3 separate regions of the Mus musculus genome follow, and all the other regions are linked to region 2. The links are chromatin contacts, called in public Micro-C and promoter capture Hi-C maps. All regions are on one chromosome and are shown on one strand. The core of a region is the stretch at or near the end of the contact, and the rest is flanking DNA. Distances in the headings are between cores, read along the strand shown. Region 1 has its middle 22 kb from the start of Adam11. Region 2 holds the start of Acbd4 (acyl-Coenzyme A binding domain containing 4). Region 3 overlaps Lrrc37a (titin-like).

What was found. Promoter capture Hi-C pulls out the DNA fragments that hold promoters and counts their contacts. Hi-C and Micro-C count contacts between places; a contact is called where the count stands out from the background.
Region 1: a promoter capture Hi-C map of hippocampal neurons shows a contact between it and region 2, with 2.7 times the contacts expected there. The contact joins the enhancer-like site here to the promoter of Acbd4 in region 2. A contact is called at or near these places in 3 of 39 promoter capture datasets (cranial neural crest, embryonic stem cells and hippocampal neurons), 1 of 15 datasets of contacts at CTCF or cohesin (embryonic stem cells) and 4 of 115 datasets of contacts at active chromatin or transcription factors (embryonic stem cells, pancreatic cancer cells and trophoblast stem cells).
Region 3: a Micro-C map of embryonic stem cells shows a contact between it and region 2, with 1.8 times the contacts expected there. The contact joins the enhancer-like site here to the promoter of Acbd4 in region 2. A contact is called at or near these places in 1 of 39 promoter capture datasets (neutrophils), 2 of 15 datasets of contacts at CTCF or cohesin (embryonic stem cells and large pre-B cells), 2 of 484 Hi-C or Micro-C datasets (both in embryonic stem cells) and 2 of 9 other capture datasets (adipose tissue and liver).

Annotation. Positions count from the first base shown.
Region 1 is chr11:102,738,303-102,741,002 of GRCm38.p6, reverse strand. It overlaps the pseudogene Gm39501. Among named protein-coding and RNA genes, the nearest start is that of Adam11, 22 kb to the left of the region's middle. Within about 2 kb of position 1,377, at least 60 of the 459 cell types and tissues checked have an H3K27ac peak or open chromatin away from gene starts, as enhancers often do. A contact at or near this core is called in hippocampal neurons, where this site is marked.
Region 2 is chr11:103,100,400-103,103,099 of GRCm38.p6, reverse strand. It overlaps Acbd4 (acyl-Coenzyme A binding domain containing 4), which reads right to left and starts at 1,412. Exons shown (of 11, transcript NM_025988.2): 1 at 1,312-1,412; 2 at 4-418. It overlaps Plcd3 (phospholipase C, delta 3), which reads left to right and starts at 1,442. Exons shown (of 15, transcript NM_152813.3): 1 at 1,442-1,720. The coding sequence starts at 1,570.
Region 3 is chr11:103,449,811-103,452,510 of GRCm38.p6, reverse strand. It overlaps Lrrc37a (titin-like), which reads left to right. Exons shown (of 14, transcript XM_011249376.2): 11 at 507-556; 12 at 1,367-1,403; 13 at 1,478-1,623; 14 at 1,702-1,804. The coding sequence ends at 1,768. Among named protein-coding and RNA genes, the nearest start is that of Gm39397, 30 kb to the right of the region's middle. Within about 2 kb of position 1,265, at least 5 of the 459 cell types and tissues checked have an H3K27ac peak or open chromatin away from gene starts, as enhancers often do. A contact at or near this core is called in embryonic stem cells, where this site is marked.

The sequences.
Region 1 (2,700 bases), core at 128-2,627, 360 kb after region 2:
CTGCCTCCTGAGTGCTGGGACTAAAGACATGCGCCACCATGTTCAGTGAAAGCTTTTTTTATGTTCTAGATGCTCCTGCCAATCCAGACTACTTTCTAGGACCAGGGTGAAGACACAGCACATTTGATTCCCAGTGCCTATTACGTGAGGCGAAACCAATATTGAAATCAAGATGGCTCAGCTGTTAAGTGTGTAACTGCTCTCGCAGAGTCAGTTCCCAGAACCCACACCGGGCAACTCACATCTGCATGTAACTCTAGCTCCCCCCGCCCCCCCCCCCCCCGCGGTCTTGTGACCTCTGACCTTCTACAGCACCTGCACGCATGCGCACATACCTACAGATGCATCATAAACATGAAAAATAAATCTCAAAAAACAAAATGGAAAAAATACAGAAGACCTGGGGAGTAGCACACAGATAACAAAACTCATCTCCAGAATTCCAAAAGGATTGTATTGTATTAAAGCAAAGGAAAAAATGTATTTTCATTTTTTTGTTTGTTTGTTTATTTGTTTTGGGATTCAAACTCAGGGTTTGGTGTGTGTTAGCAAGCACTCTGAGCAAAAACCTGAGCCTAGGAGGGGAGGAGGTCTTATTCATTCGTTTTCAAATTGTGTTTAAAGTCCTGGGAGACCCGATGACTGCTTCTATTAGGAAGAGCCCAGGGACTAAGGAACAGAATTTGGGGGCAATCCTGTCTATTGTATATCTTACCAAATTCTGAATTTAAATCTATTAAGCAGAAGCAAGTACCCCCACCCCACCCCACATTCAAACTCCTAGGCCAGGGCTGTGGAAAGGCGTCAGGCAAGTCCTGCAGTCTGTCTGGATGTGGTCTGAGATTGGACCACACACAGATCTGAAGGTTGAGTTCTTCTTCTCAGTTCAGCTTGATAAAGACATCGTGGCCTTCAATGAGCCTTGGCTCTCTTTTTTTTTATCTTTATTTAATTAGCCATTTCAGTTTTTTCCTGCTACTGAAGATTGAACTTGGGCCCTCGTGTCTGCTAGGCAAGCACTCTACCACTGAGCCATGTACCCCACCAAAGCCTGAGCTATCTATGGGGATGCGCATGGTTCTAAGCCCAGAAAAGAAGGAAAAGCCAAGGAAGCATTTGGGAGAGGACTGTGGTGAGATGCTACAGTCCCCCTCCTCCACCGTGCAATCTGTAGATTCATTCCCAGGCCAAGAGCTGCTCCTGGCCAGCAAGCCAGGAACATTTGCATATTTTATCGGGGCCAGGACAGCCCGCAGGCAGCCCCTGGCCCAGGCCACAGTGAACGCTTGAGCACTGTGACTGAGCCACAGCGGGGAGATAGGGCTGTGCAGAACTACGGACGCTAAGCATTCGTGTAGCTGAAGAGCTGAATGGACAGGAAGCACCAGTTTGGGTGGGTGACAGAATGACCAGAGTTGTCACAGGCTGCCCTGAGAAGCATCTGCTGCCCCCTGGAGCAGAATGACCTAGCTGCGGCTTTCATTCTTGCGCCTTTTTACACAAAAGACTGAAGCACAGCTGCTACACGTGCGTCTGCAGAGAAGACACGGGGGCTACGGGAAGGCTTCCGTCATCTACCACCTACGGAAGCTTTTGGTACCTAGCCCGGCTGCTACATCATACCAGCCTTGTCTGCCACCTTGTGGTTAAATGTCACCTCTGCATTTAGTGACAACAGGTAAGCACCTTGTTCTCGATCCCACAGAAAGCCGGTTTAATGCTCTTGAATAGCGATGAGTACACGTCCATTTTGGACTCCCCAAGGAGTGTAAACTACAACCAGGGTGGTACCTGTGGGAGAGGCCTGTGTCCCCGGGTGGAAGACCCATCGGGCGCCTAGGTCAAGTCAGAGAGAGCAGACTACAGTGAGATGAAGTCTCCTCTTGCCAGATCAGGAAATTCTTTTACAATCTCTTGGATCCTTGGAAGATCTTGACACACCCAGGGGCTATCCCATCTGGATCAAGCCCCTAAAATAGAGTAGGGGAAACCCCAGGCAGAGAGGAGCAGGGTGTAAGATCTCTTGCCGCCAGCTGATTCTATAACAACAGTTCTAGGGTAAACGTATCCCAACAGCAAGCAGCTCTTTTAGAGTGTGAGGACACACACACACACACACACACACAATTGACAATTAAGTCAAACTGGGCTGGACTATGGGCCTTGATGCTCTGTCTGGAGACTGTGAAAGTTAGCATGACTCTTTGTCATTCCCCCAGCAGGGCAGAGCTATATGAAGATTAGGTGAATCCTAGCACAGAATAAACCCCCTAAAGAGTGGCCAGCAGCTTCAGGATTACTTCCTCGTTTTTAAGATGGGGCCATAACAACCATTAAGTTAGCTGGGGAATAGCTGTTCTGTATTAATTAAAATGTTCCTGGTCCTTGCCTAATCCTTCAGCCACAGCCCACACTTTGGCTATTTGCTACTCTGCCTTTCCACAACCTCCCATCCTACAGAGCAGTGGAATAATTGAACATTTCCGTCTTAAGGAAGCCTACAGGACCACCACTCCTCTAGAAGGTGACATTCCTACTCAAGGCCACCAAGCTCTACTCCACAGGACCTGGGGACCCTCACTCCCCAGGGTCAGGCTTTGGTCTGGAGGCTGCTGCTCCCTCAGCCTTCTCTACTGCTGTTTCCTTGAAGTGGCATAGCAGAGACTTGAGGCCAGAGCATGACGGGCACCGGTACTCATT
Region 2 (2,700 bases), core at 163-2,662:
CACCAGAGGCTTCCGATTGACCTCTTGTTCCAGAGGGGCAGGGATAGGGCGGGATACAGAGCTAGGAGAAAAGCCAACCAGAGGCACCGTTTCGTATTGGTCTTTTATACCCTAACCAGTAAGGAAGGCTCTTTCAAGATTATGCAAATAATGCTATCCTGCCTCGCCCAGCCAGGCGGGGCTAATTTATGGGTGGCACTCCGCACCGCGCGACAGCCCGAGGCGGGCTGCAGCGCCTCCCGGTGGACACACTGATGGTCGCAGAGTCCTCGCGCCCCCTGGTGGAAACCCACGGGAGTGGGTTGATTGATGCGGGCTCCGCCTGTCCGAGGCACCTCGACTCAGCTCTTGGAACACGTCTACGCTGGCAATAGAGGAGAGTCCTGGAGCCCGGCGTTCCGCAGAAAGGACACTGGAGCTGAGTTTTGGAAAAAGTAAGAGTGAACCAGAAAAATAACAACAAAAAAAAGGAACACTCCTGGAAGGAATCAAGAGATCAAGCAGAGGCGAAGGTTTGACAAATAGTAAGCAAATTTAAGATCGCAGTGGTGATGGGGACTTAAGCTAGTATGAAGAATTGTCGGGACTTGGATAAATGAGGAAAGAATACAGCGGGACAAGTAGATGGAGATTCTAGGACCCGAAACTCGCTACTTTTAGCGTGGGAAGCCTGGCTGTAGGTCGCGTCCAAGTGACAATATTCGACCAGCTCGCTGCCCCTATCCAAAGCTCGTGCTTGAAAGCCACATGCACACTCCACCCTTTCGCATTCACAAGGGTACGTCTAACACTACACCGGCACCCGTACAAGGAGGTTTTCCTTGGCTGACGTCATCAACACCTTGGCAGAGTGTTGTGCAGATCCCTTGACCAAGGATGGAGTGTCGCTCTGGGGTACCAAGCTTCTGGAACTCTAAACTTAGTCTCATCTTAGTCTTCAGATCGGTTGGCCGCAAGGCATCCACCTTTGAGGACTGGCTATTGGCCCCGAGCCCGGAGATTAATTCATGACGTCACTGCCCGAGCCTCTCGTCCCCATTCCTGCGCAGCTCTGCTTCAGAATTCTATGGGTTTCCTCCGTACTAGGACCCTGTGGCCCGGGACGATCTCCTATAGATCTGTCCCTTGTCTGGCTCCCTAAGGGACCCGGCTAAGGTGGATGGACTAGGGTCCTGAGTTCCCAGAAAAAATGTGTCTGCGCCGGAGGACAAACCTATCCCTCCGGGAAATTCAATTCCCTTCAACAGGGACTCTGGCCAATGGTAGAAAGGAGATCCGGGGACCTCTAAGGAAATGGAAAGACCGACTCACTAGTAGGGGCGAACGCGTAGACACCAGGGCGCGCAGCTCCAGGCCTGGGGTCCCGCAGGCGCCTCGCACCGCCTAAGTTCGGCCTCGCTCCGCCCACCTCCACCTCGTCCCTCCCTCTCTCCCTCCTCCCGAGGTCTCCTCCTCCTGACTCCTAGGGCGCCGCTAAGTTTCTTAGCTCCGGACCGCGCCGCGGGCTGTGTTCCCGTTGCCCGGTTCTCACGCACAGATCCCGGGCCTGGCCCTGGGCCCTTCGAGACCATGCTGTGCGGTGGCTGGAAAAGGAGTCGCCGCTCGCCGGAGGAATCCCGGGTGTCCGCCCAGGTCGCAGCGCCCCTCGCGTTCCCGCCCTCGCCCGCGTCGTCGGACAGCAGCACCAAAAGGCCTGGGCTACGGGCACTGAAGAAGATGGGTCAGTGACACACAAGGATGGGTCCGGGTGGGCGCGCACTGTCTCTAGGGACAACCTGGACGGAGCGGGGTGTACGGGCCACCTGGTTTGCCAGGGTGCTTGGAATTGGGGAGGATCTGACCAGGAGCACCAGCACTGTTCCAGTTGGGGTTCACACCTGGGGTCATCAGACTTCCAGGCTGTTTTAGAAGGCTTGGATGCCCCCGGTGCATTCTCACCGGGAGGCGCTCGCGGGGCCGTGCTGGGGTGAGAATTTGGGACTCGGGGCATGGATAGGGTTGCTGGAGAGTGAGGAGAATGGACTGAGAGATAAAGCTTGGAGTTAGGTTGGGGATGTAGCTCAATCGGTAGAGCTCTTAGCTCTGGGTTAGATCCCCAGTATCACAACGACTTACTGTTGTTAATCTCCCAGCACTGGCGAGGTGTCAGTAGGAGGATCAGGAGTTCAAGGTCATTCTCTGCTACAAAGTAAAGTGTGTGTGTGTGTGTGTGTGTGTGTGTGTATGAGTCTGGGGTCTATGAGACTCTGTTTCAAAAAAAAAAAAAAAAATACAATGCCAGGCAGTGGTGGCGCGCGCCTTTAATCCCAGCACTCGGGAGGCAGAGGCACGCGCACGCGGAGGTACGTACATTCATCTCCCAAGTGCTACTTGAGGTCTGTGGGCATCTTACAGCACCTGCTGTTCTTGATCCTGAGGGGCTGTTTACAGATGGCCTCTGCGAGATTCTAGACACCCAAGCCAGCCCTGTAACCCTCAGGTCTTCTCTGCCAGCAGTAACAAAGCCCTGGCAAGACCCGGGGCAATGGTGCGAAACAGTCCAGCTTCCTATTTCAGAGGTGAGAGGGAAGTCACTAGTCTTCAAGGAGCCCTCGAGTCGGCTCAATACCGCTGTGGTTTGCAGGTGTGGTGCTAAGCTCACCTTCCTGAGGTAGGTGTCCTGCACCCCATTTCACAGAGGAGGAAACTGACTCAGACATC
Region 3 (2,700 bases), core at 16-2,515, 350 kb before region 2:
GTTTCTGGTTTGTATTGGGAAATGCACTGGGGTTGGTATGTTGATCTCCTATTTTGTGATACCAACAGTATCCTCATATTCTAGTGAAATGCTAGTTGATTGTTTTAGTCTTCTGGCTGTCCATTGTTTTCAATTACTAATGATGGGTTTGCTCCTTTCTCCTTAATACCGAGTTTATTTTCCTTCTCATACTTCAGGACTCCCCCCCCAAGAGACACGTACCTTGTAGCTGTAATAAGAGGCACTTTGCTTTTGCTCTTCTGGAAGACACTTGGAGGAGTTAAACGCTGTTTCTTACTTTGGCCTTTAAAAGGTTTTATTAGGACTTGTTGCATGTTACATAAAGCAGTCAGTACACTGTACTAAGTGGCAGCCTCATGGGCAGCCTGGAGCAAGGTGTTACGGGAGGGAAGACTAGCACAGCAGATGTCAGATAGAGGGGATGAATGTAAACGCAAAGACAGAAGTCACTGATGTAATCACAATAATGTTTTCCTCCAAAACAGATTTATTCTCATAGAACAGCAAAGGAGGGAGATGAAGAGAAGTCCTCAAGGTAAATGTAAGGTTGGCAGTCGTTCCGGAAGAAGCTGAGGGTTAGTGGAGAGCTTGGGTCTCTCTCTCTCTCATTTAATCCCCTCACTCAACAGTGGGGAAACTCAGGAAGAATGCTCTCTCTTGATGTCTTGCCTGGCTCCCCAAAATAGCAGGAATACCTAGGCCTAGCAAGAAGGCCTCTAGTGTCACCATCTCTTTAAGGACAGAAGGTTGGGCTGTACCCATCCTACTGTTGGTAGCATCAGGGATTCACTATGCAGCCAAGGCTAGCCTCAAACCTCGTTTAAACTTGCCAGGTACTGGAATTAGATATGATCCAACATGCCCAACTAGCTATGTCCTTTAAACTGTTGTCACGACTCACTCCTCAGAGGCAGTCTGCACGGTGAAATTCGGAGTTTATGAGCTGAGCTGTGGACTTGGTGCTAGGCAAACAGGAGTGCCCCCTCCCTCACCTCAGAAACTCTGTATGTGAGAGTTTGTCTAAAGGCACCAATGGGAAAGGCTCTGGACAGCAAAATGCTTCTGTCCAGGATGATTTCTTCAAAGACAAAAGCTAGTCCACAGGGGTAAGTGGGGCTCTAGTCATGCCGGCACTGTGGCTATGCTCCAGGACAACCCATAGACAAAGATCTCCCCAGGGGCCTTGTGGAACAAAAGTTCCTAGAAGCCAGGCATGCATGGAATTGTTCTCAAGTCCCAGGGCATGGGTGATTTTTGTTATGGAAAGAGCTGAGGTGTCTCCCAGGAGAGAGACACACACACAAAATGACTCAGTCACTAACTGTCTTCTGTGTTTTCTTCCAAGGTATAAGAAAAACTACTACAAGATATCTGAGACTCAGGTAAGCTTGAGACTGGGTGCTGTGGCTGGGGAGTGATGATTGGGGTAACCAATGTCTCCCCTTCTCTTTTCTAGGATGGGTTTTTCTGGCTAAGGTGCCCACTGTGGCTTAGAGACATGTATAGGCCTCTGCACGACACCCGAAAGAAAAACATGGCTCAAGACCTTCAGGACAAGGAGTCGTCTGGAGAGGAGGAGATTTTCAATAAGGATGTACCAAGGTAAATGTCTAGCTCAATGAGGAGATAAGGGCCAGTTCCTCTTTTCAAAGATTAAAAGCCTTGGCATTGTTCTTCCAGGGAGTTCAAGAGAAGATCCTCGGTGAAATCATCCGCAGAAGAGAGTGTAGTCGAAGCCCCACGGTGATCTGCTATCATTTATTAATAAATTATTTTTTGTAGATTTGTGAGTATCAAAGTCTTTTGTACTCCAGTACATGAAAATTGATGCACAGCACTTGAGGGTGTGGGCCAGTCAGATGGCTTGTCACAGGTGAGCAGATGTCATTCAAGCCCCGTGACCTAAGTTTGATCCAGAATTCAAGTGGAAAAATAAAAAGCAGCTTCATGCTCCATCTTTATCCCTGTGCATCTTGTAGGCAGAACAGATTTTGAGTTGAAGGTTTTGTGGGTGAGTTGATGTACCTCTCCTACTGGAATTCCTGACTGGCTCCAGGAAGTGACCACTTCAGTCTCTGTAGGAACCTCAGCTAGGGTCACTCCCATAGACTCCCCTGAGTCTCCCCCATCCCAGGTCTCCAGCCAGAGATGTCCCCCCCCCCCATCGATTGCCATGCTCACTCCCAACCCTCTCCCACACCCCCTTCCCCAACACCTGATCACGATCCCCATTCCCCTCCTTGCCCTCTCTCTCACCCAGTTCCCTCCCTCCATCCACCTCTGATGACTATTTTGTTTACCCTTCTGAGTGAGATTCAAACATCCTCCCTTGGGCCCCCTCATCACTCAGTTTCTTTGGGTCTATGGGTTGTAGTGTCGCATCCACCCCGACCAGCAGGAAAGACACAACACCATTGTCCTTCTTCAAGCAGGTTTATTCAGGAACACTTCGCATTGAAATGCAGGAACAGGAATCCACCCCCCCCCCCCCAGCAACCCCGGGGCGTGCCTTAAATACCCTACTGACTCCTCCCAATCACCCCAGTCACATAACGGCAGTCCATTGGTTCACAGCAAATGATGACACCTCAGGCGAGCAGATGAGGCATGGAGTCTGCGCAGTGCAGGGGGCTAAGTCTGAGGTAATGAGGAAGTCAGGCGCAGGTCATAAGACCTGGC